Regions from separate parts of the Oryza sativa genome. Here region 1 is linked to region 2. Evidence: chromatin contacts called from public HiCAR-type data. All regions are on one chromosome and are shown on one strand. Each heading gives the region's core, a stretch centred on a gene start, on an enhancer-like site or on the middle of the called end of the contact. The rest is flanking DNA. Distances are from core to core; before and after follow the strand shown.

Region 1 (3,997 bases), core at 95-2,594, 140 kb before region 2:
GAGGGAGTGTGTTTTTCTTCTTTTTTTTTTTGCCTTTTCAGTGATAATTAAGACATATGAATGCCATATTTTCCGTTTGCCATATGCATGCAAAAAAGTTTCGTGGGCGATTGGGTTGCGTGTGCATGTCTGGCCCGGATCCGTTTTGCGCTTAGCTGGATACCATGCTTTGCATTGCATATTTGCATGCACACGTACGCGTATCACCTTTGACGATCCGACACGGTTCACATGAAAGTTTGGGTTAATAAACTCACTCATCTGGATTTGAACCACACCAAACTCTCTCGGCAAAAAGGTGCTACAAAATTTACCAATCCCCTCGATCCTTAAAAAAAAAAACTAACTTCGGACTATATCCATCTATAAAAATCAATTCCCAATAATATAATCAAAAGAATATTCAGATAATTAACTCTCGACAATAAGGTGTTCGTGATAACTTCTTCACCGTCTGACCAATCGGCTCGGACACCAGACCGCTTGTGCCCGCCCATTCTGTCTCGCCCTAAATGGAATGGCTCTCTTATCTTAGTTACGCTGTGCCCCGACCCGAGTCCCCACGTCCGCTTTTATCCGCCCGCAACCCGGCCAACACAACATTAGGGCCGTCCCCCCCATTCTATGCTGACACAATCTCAAAATATACTGTCCAATCTTACAGATATGCTCGTAGAGGTAGAATGTACGTGCATGTATTTATAGGGATGAGTGTGCACGTGTTGTGAGCGTCTACGTTTGTACTTTATTTTTAAAAAAAATAATATCTGCTCTCTACAACTTAGTTCTAATAATAATGATTTAAACATTATGTATCTCCAAATTTATCGGGAGAATTGGGTTTTTGAGGGAGTAGGGATGTATTATCGTCTTGGAAACCGGCGTAGAAATGCGAGAATGAGTATGACGTATGCAGGGCAATGACAGGTGCCTATCCGTTCCAGCTACGCATGCACACCGGAGCGCGTGACGTGGCCCCATGCAACCAAAACCAGACTGCCCGCGTCGCGACGACACGTGTGAGCCCCACACCGTGGCACCCCCGCCAGCACGCGTGCCCCCCCCCCACACCGACATGTGGGCCCCACCCGTCACCCCCACATGCGCTGCCCCCGACGTGCACGAACAGCGCCCCCGCCCACCGCGGGGAATCTATACCCGACCCGAGTAAGTACCCGACCTAGCCCATCGCGTCTGGCCCCACCTGTCTGCCCGATGGGGCCCACCCAACCATGCGTCCTCCCTGTCTCCCGGGCCCACCTGGCATACTCACATGCTAGGGCACGCACGCAACAACTAACTAACCGCTCTATATAACGCGACGCGCAACCAAAGCAGCACGAGACGACGAGGTCAGTGTCGCAGCGACGAACGCCGACGAGCTAGCTCTCTCTCTCGATCGATGGCCATGGCGGCGGAGAGCATCGACGCGGAGCTGCGCCTCGGGCTGCCCGGCAGCGGCGGCGGTGACGGCGTGGCGGCGAAGAAGCGGCGGTCGGCGTCGTCGACGGTGAAGAGCGAGGCCTCCGGCACGGCCTGCTGCGGCGGCGCCGGCGCCCGGGACGTCGAAGACGGCGCCTCGCCGGCGTCCAAGTAAGTTCTAGCTCTAGCTCTCTCTCTCGCCATGTGTGCCAGCTCGATTTGCAGCCAATCTTACAATTTCTTGTGTGGGTGAGCAGAGTGCAGGTGGTGGGGTGGCCGCCGGTGGGGTCGTACAGGAGGAGCACGTTCCAGTCTTCGTCGTCGTCGACGGCGGCGGCGGCGAAGGGGAAGGGCGGCGGCGAGACGGATCAAGGGAGGAAGAATAAGGGAGGAGGGCTGTACGTGAAGGTGAGCATGGACGGGGCGCCATACCTCCGCAAGGTCGACCTCCGGATGTACGGCGGCTACAGGGAGCTCAGGGACGCTCTCGACGCGCTCTTCGGCTGCTTCTCCGCCGACGCCTCCGCCTCCGCCGCCCACTTCGCCGTCGCCTATGAGGACAAGGACGGCGACCTCATGCTCGCCGGCGACGTGCCCTGGGAGTAAGCACCATACACACACATGTTAATTATCCATCCATGGAAAATCTTGTGTGTTTATTTGTCTCTAATTTGAATCTTTTTGTGCTTTTGCAGCATGTTCATCTCTTCTTGCAAGAAGCTGCGGATAATGCGAGGATCTGAGGCGAGATGATATATATCGAAATCGAAAGGCGTCGAGCTGAAGAAAAAATTTTCGCCGATGCATGCATGGAGTAGACATCTCACAGAAAAAAGGCTTCATGCATGAGAGAGATGAGATCTATCCGTGGACATCGTCATGCATGGCGATCGGACGGCTGGCCAAGAAGGACACTTACACGTGGATGCATCTTGTTTTTGTTCTACGTAGATGTGTAGATGAGATATCCAAGGATCTGAATTCTAAAAAAGTTCAGGATTCAGTTGGATCGGAGTTGGTGAGGAGGAGGATATGATCGATCGAGCAGAGCTGCAGTACTCCTATGTACAGAATAATCTAGCTGAGATTTTGGTTGTTGGAAATGGCAACTGCTAGTTCTGCAGATTTGTGTACACATGCCTTTTTTTTAAAGCTTTTTTTTTTCTAGCTTCTGTTGTGTCACTGAAGAAATCTGAGAGCTGAAGAAAGAGAAACTTGGAAGTTTGGTCATTTTAATTTCCTCCCAGCTGTTTGATTCCTTTTAATCTCTGTGTGATTTACTGATGCTGACCAGAGTCATAAAAAAACAAGAACAGTACGTTAACTGTCAAAACGAGACCTTGTCACATCAAGAATTGTCTCCCAATCTTCTTTTCTTTTCTCTGAAACAAGACCAATCTTCTTTTCTCGTTGCTGTTCCTTTTTCATGTGTAGTATGCCTTTGAAGTTCACTATCGTATATGGAGTACAAGTGAAGAACGACAAGCACTTGAAGGCGCCAGATCTCAGCATACTACTCATTTATGTATTCTGCTTTAATTCTTGTAATCAATCACGCATCTACTGTCCATTAATCTCACAAATCTGGCAGTAATGGCCATGCAGTCTCTCTCACCATCTCAACAGTACTGCAACTACTGCACCTGACGGTGCATCAGCCATCAGATTATTACCTGCTCACTGAGTAATCGCCTTCAGAGATGCTCCTACTATTAAGTCTCAACTACTACACCTGCTAGGCAGGAAATTGTAGTACAAGGATAGTACATTCAATTTTCCAAAGAGAGAGATGCATATCCATCCATTCGATTTTCCCAAAGCTCCTGTTACGTTCCAGTCTTGCACAGGGTGTACGCTTGAAAAGAATAACAGAGACGTCACATAGTACCCATCAAGAGAGATCACAGCAGCAGAAGCATCCAAATGCACGGCAAAATCAAAAGAAAAACAAGCTACCTCTATCCCAAAATAACTTCATCTTTCATCGTTGGAATGCAAATTAATACAAAGTGAAAAACACCAAAGTACCTTCTATTAATAAGAAAAATAGTATTAATGGATGTGTAGATGGGGGTATTGAAGAAATGAAACTCATCGATGCAATAGATAAAAAGAAAGAAGTAAAATTATTTTAGTACAAATGGTAAAGGTTAAAGATGAACTCATTTTAAGGTGGTGTGGGAAAACTACATGCATGGAATGACGACACATCATATGGATCATAGCATAGGATGCAGAGGCGAGTGAGCCACACTGATAACGATGGTACCTGGAACTTTACTGCAGCCCAGAATGTCACAAACTGTGCACAGCAGCACAGGTCATAACCGGGACCTACTGATACTGACCTACTACACCACATAGGCGATGCATGCATGCATGGCTGCAAGAGAAAACCTGGCCAAAATGCCAGCAAACGACAGAGATAATGTAGCTGCACTGTATAACATTGATACTAGTAGGTAAAAATACAGTGTGGCAACAGTCCAGTGAGAAGGGTCTCTCTAATTTTGCAAAGTGATGGGAGGGAGAATATGAAAATGCTGGTGCTACAGTGACTACAGACAACGTGCAC
Region 2 (3,964 bases), core at 312-2,811:
GCGAGGCTAGACGCCGCCACCGGGCGGTACGAGCGCCGCGCCATGCGCGCCATGGCCGGCTCCGTCAGGGCCCTCTTGGCGGCTCGCCGGCGTGCGACCAGGCTGTCGCTGGAGGTGTTCGACTTCGACGCCTCCCCCTGCATCAACCAGCTGGTCGTCACCGCCGTCGATTCCTGGGGCGTCACGGACCTCGAGGTGTCCGCCGTGCCGACGGGGCCGATCATGCACCCGCCGCCGGTCTACAGCTTCCCCCTTCGCCGCATCAGCCGCGACCCCGGCGCGTCGCGGCTGCGGAGGCTCAAGCTTCGCAACTGCCTGCCCCCTCCGCTGCAGGGGTTTGGCTCGCTCGCCACTCTCGTCCTGCAAGGATTGCCGTGCTCGACGCGGCCCGCCGTGTACCGCGTGGTCGCCGCGTGCCCGCAGCTGCAATCCCTGCATCTCAGCTCCTGCAGGTCCCGGAAATTCGGGTGCCCGCTCACCTTGGACGCGCCGATGTCGCGGATCAGGGAGCTCGTCGTCGACGGCGGCTACATGGCGGTCGAGATCAGGTCGCTCCCCATGCTGGAGAGCCTCGCCAGCAATGGAGACGCCGTGTTTCTGACGCACCCCGACGCCGCGCCGTACCTCCAGCGCGTGAGCCTCGAGCACGCCATTGGCTCCCTGCAAGGGGACGAGCTGTTCCCGGCCATAGAGCGCAGGAGGCTGCGCTTCTTGATCCCCAGCATCAGGGAGTTCCTCCAGAACGCCAATGGCATCACCGATCTCGTCCTGCGCTTCACCGGGCCGTACATGTGGATCTTGTTCTTGCCGACGAGCCCTTTCGCCCCGATGCCCAAGCTGCGGCGGCTCCTCGTCGCCGACGTGCCTCCATCCTGGGACGCATCGTGGCCACGCCTCCTCGTCGAGGCGACGCCATTGCTGGAGACCCTCCATGTCCACCATCACAGCGAAGAGGAGGTGGTGCAGCCGGGCCATGGCCGAACTCGGCTTCGCGGCACCGCCATTTGAAGGAGCTGGTGGTGATGGGCTTCCGGAGCGCGGAGAGGCGGCATGTCCAGCTCGTGAGGTTCGCCATGGAGGCGTCGACGTCGGCGCTGCGCCGCGTCGCGCTGTACAAGCGTGGGCACGTCGAGCACAAGGGCCCCGGCGCCTGGGAGGCCGCGGCGGCGAGAGACGACGCGTGGAGCGACGAGGAGAGGCGCGGCGTCCTGGAGCAGATCACGGAGGGGATGTGCTGCTCGACAGGCCAAGTACAAGTCATCCTCGGATGAGCTCATCACGCGATGTTGCAAGCGCACAAACCCTAAAATCCTCTCCGATTGGACATCACCTAAAATCCTAAATTAGCGCTACTTCGCTAGTGTGGGGGGGGGGGGGGGGGGGCATCGCCGACTCACCTTCTTCTCGGGATCGTCATCTCCGATCGCCGGCTACGCCGCTCCGGTAGATGCGGCGAGGCCTCGCTTCACCTCAACCACCTCCGCCCTCCCACCGTTTTGCCTTAATTTTATATATATTTCTCGTGCTATTGCAACCAGCAAGGGATTGAGATCCTCTATACAATGAAGCGTGAATTTGCCACTAACATATGAACCCAGTAATCATCGGATCCACGTGTCAGTAATAAATACACGACGATACAGACGTATAGTTGACTGAAGAAGATCCTAATCCACAACTGGACCGGAGGGGGGAGTGTTACGTCCTCTTAATTTCTTGCTAGTCTAAGACAAGAAAATTTCTGACTAATCAAATATAGTACTAGTAAATTCTTTTTTACTACCCTCCATCCTAACTATAAAAATTTTTTGGACAAACGAGACACTTCATAATATTTCGTATCGGGACAAAGAATCTATCACTAAAATCATCCATCCAAAATCCCTTATATTTTAGGATGAAAAATATCTCATCAATCTAAAATCCCTTATATTTTAAGATGGATGGAGTAGTATCATACTAATGACAAGTCAATTAAGCAACTATATACATAGACTAAAGTCAAAACGTCTTGTAATCTTAATCGGATGGAGTACCTTTAGCTAGTACTTTGCTCAACTGGATAGCGGGTAAATGGTGATGTTTTTATTATGTTTAATGCTCGGTAAGTATAATTTGGTCCACTCACAATCATAGTTTGAAAAGGTCCGATTTATTCTGGTGAACTTCCACGGTAGTCCAATTTAGTGCATAAACTCTCAAACCGAATATTCTGGTGAACTTCCACGGTAATCTTTACGAATTACCCTTATTTAATATGAAATGGTTTTATCCTAAGTGACACTGGTAGATAGATACGTACAAAATTTTAGAAAAAGTTATAGCGGCCCACGTACCAGTCATTATCCATTTCTTCTCATTCATAATTCCTCTCTCTATCCCCTGCTCTGTCAGTGGCACAATCGTGTGCGTATGGAGGTGGGAACGGATAAGTGAGTTTATTGTTCGCTTAGTACTAGTTTTAGTTATTATATTTTCTAAATTTTATATTAGTGAGTGCGAAATGGACTATGAAATGAAATGAGTTTAATATTGTGCGTGTAGCGGTTTTTATTTACGGTTCAACTGTTACGCGCTTAAGTACGTTGTTTTCCGCATGTGGGGTCCTTTCATATTTTTTCCCCCTTGGCCTAATTTCTCTTCCTAATGGGCCTTGTAGGCTAATCATGCCGCTTTGGCCCGAATCGGTCTGTGCTGACACTGCCTCCCGAGCCTGAAACGGAACCGTAGACATGAGCTCGGTTCGGCTCGTTTCATGGCTCGCAAGCCTTTCCATGGAATCACCTCTTCAAGCATATGCTTCAAATAGCTGATCTGCGAGGAATGAAATTGGACGATTAATATCACCTTTCATGTTAAAATCGGACGATTTCGCCCTTTCCAGATTCGGTTGTTTGATTGAGAGAAGAGATCCAGTTTACAGAGGAGATGCCAGGGGCGGTGGCTGTTCAAGGCTAAGAAGGAAGGCTTGATTTCTTTATAAAAAAAAAGAGATAAGATCCGACTATCAAACCAAAGGAAATTGCCAACAAGAGTAGCTTAAAAAGCACCTAGTTACCGAGGTGCTAAGGAGTGCCTCTATTGCTCTACGCGGGGCAACCCAACTTTAGGTTAAGTGGAACGAAAACACAATCGCGTAGCACATAAACATACTCCGAAATGAAGCAAAACTATACATCATTACAACGCACAACTGCATTTAGTTAGACTGTTATATGTACATACAGCACCCTCAAGTCCACTGTCAAAGTACCATACATTCAGATCCAAAACTAATTCCACAAAGCTGAACAGAATACGATGGTAATTATTGCGGCAATAGTATGTACAGCTGATGCTACCATAAGATCATCACCATGGGGGAGGAGACCTACTCAAATTGATCATCCTCAAAGCGGATAAGTATAATGACAAGCTTGATTAACAAGTACTCAAGGGTCGTTGGAGCTGCAGCAAGATCAGACCAGAGCTACTACTGTGGCGATTTGGTGCTGCTTGAGTTGAGGTAGCCCATCTTTTGAGACAGCAAGTTCATATCATCTATAGCGGGGTTCCTGGTATCCTCATCGAGCCCACCCTCGTGCAGCAGGTCCTCCCAGAAATCCTCATTTAACTCTCCGTTAGATGGCTTGATTTTCCCGTGTTCAGAGCTACTGGAAGCAACATCTTGTTGCGCCTTGCCTCCATTGGCCTCAACAGATGAACTTTCAAGATCTGATGGAACACCATTGAAAAGTGAATCCACTGGATCATGTGGTTCAAACATTACCTGTGACACTTGCTCGGGGCTAGAACCGGTACCCATGCTATCAAGTTCAGGTCCCTGGTCAATGCGGCGCCTTCTTTTCTTTGAGACGAACTCTTCAAGCTCCTTCCTCATCTCACTCTGGGAGAACAGCTGGCGTATGAACTCAGGATTATGCATAACTCGTGACAAGAATGCCATCATGTGCTGTTGCTTTTG

What was found. HiCAR-type assays count read pairs that join an accessible place to other places.
Region 1: a HiCAR-type map of leaf shows a contact between it and region 2, with 1.8 times the contacts expected there. The contact joins the promoter of LOC4334431 here to the promoter of LOC4334419 in region 2. A contact is called at or near these places in 1 of 15 Hi-C or Micro-C datasets (leaf) and 1 of 4 datasets of contacts at active chromatin or transcription factors (leaf).

The regions. Positions count from the first base shown.
Region 1 is chr3:34,217,095-34,221,091 of ASM3414082v1, reverse strand. LOC4334431 (auxin-responsive protein IAA14-like) reads left to right here and starts at 1,344. Exons shown (of 3, transcript NM_001418780.1): 1 at 1,344-1,593; 2 at 1,680-2,024; 3 at 2,118-2,651. The coding sequence starts at 1,403. The coding sequence ends at 2,175. It overlaps LOC4334430 (rRNA-processing protein efg1), which reads right to left. Exons shown (of 8, transcript NM_001418779.1): 8 at 3,854-3,997.
Region 2 is chr3:34,080,229-34,084,192 of ASM3414082v1, reverse strand. It overlaps LOC4334419 (stem-specific protein TSJT1), which reads right to left and starts at 1,561. Exons shown (of 5, transcript NM_001418768.1): 1 at 1,398-1,561. LOC4334418 (heat stress transcription factor A-2e-like) reads right to left here. Exons shown (of 2, transcript NM_001418769.1): 2 at 3,120-3,964. The coding sequence ends at 3,473. It also overlaps the pseudogene LOC4334420.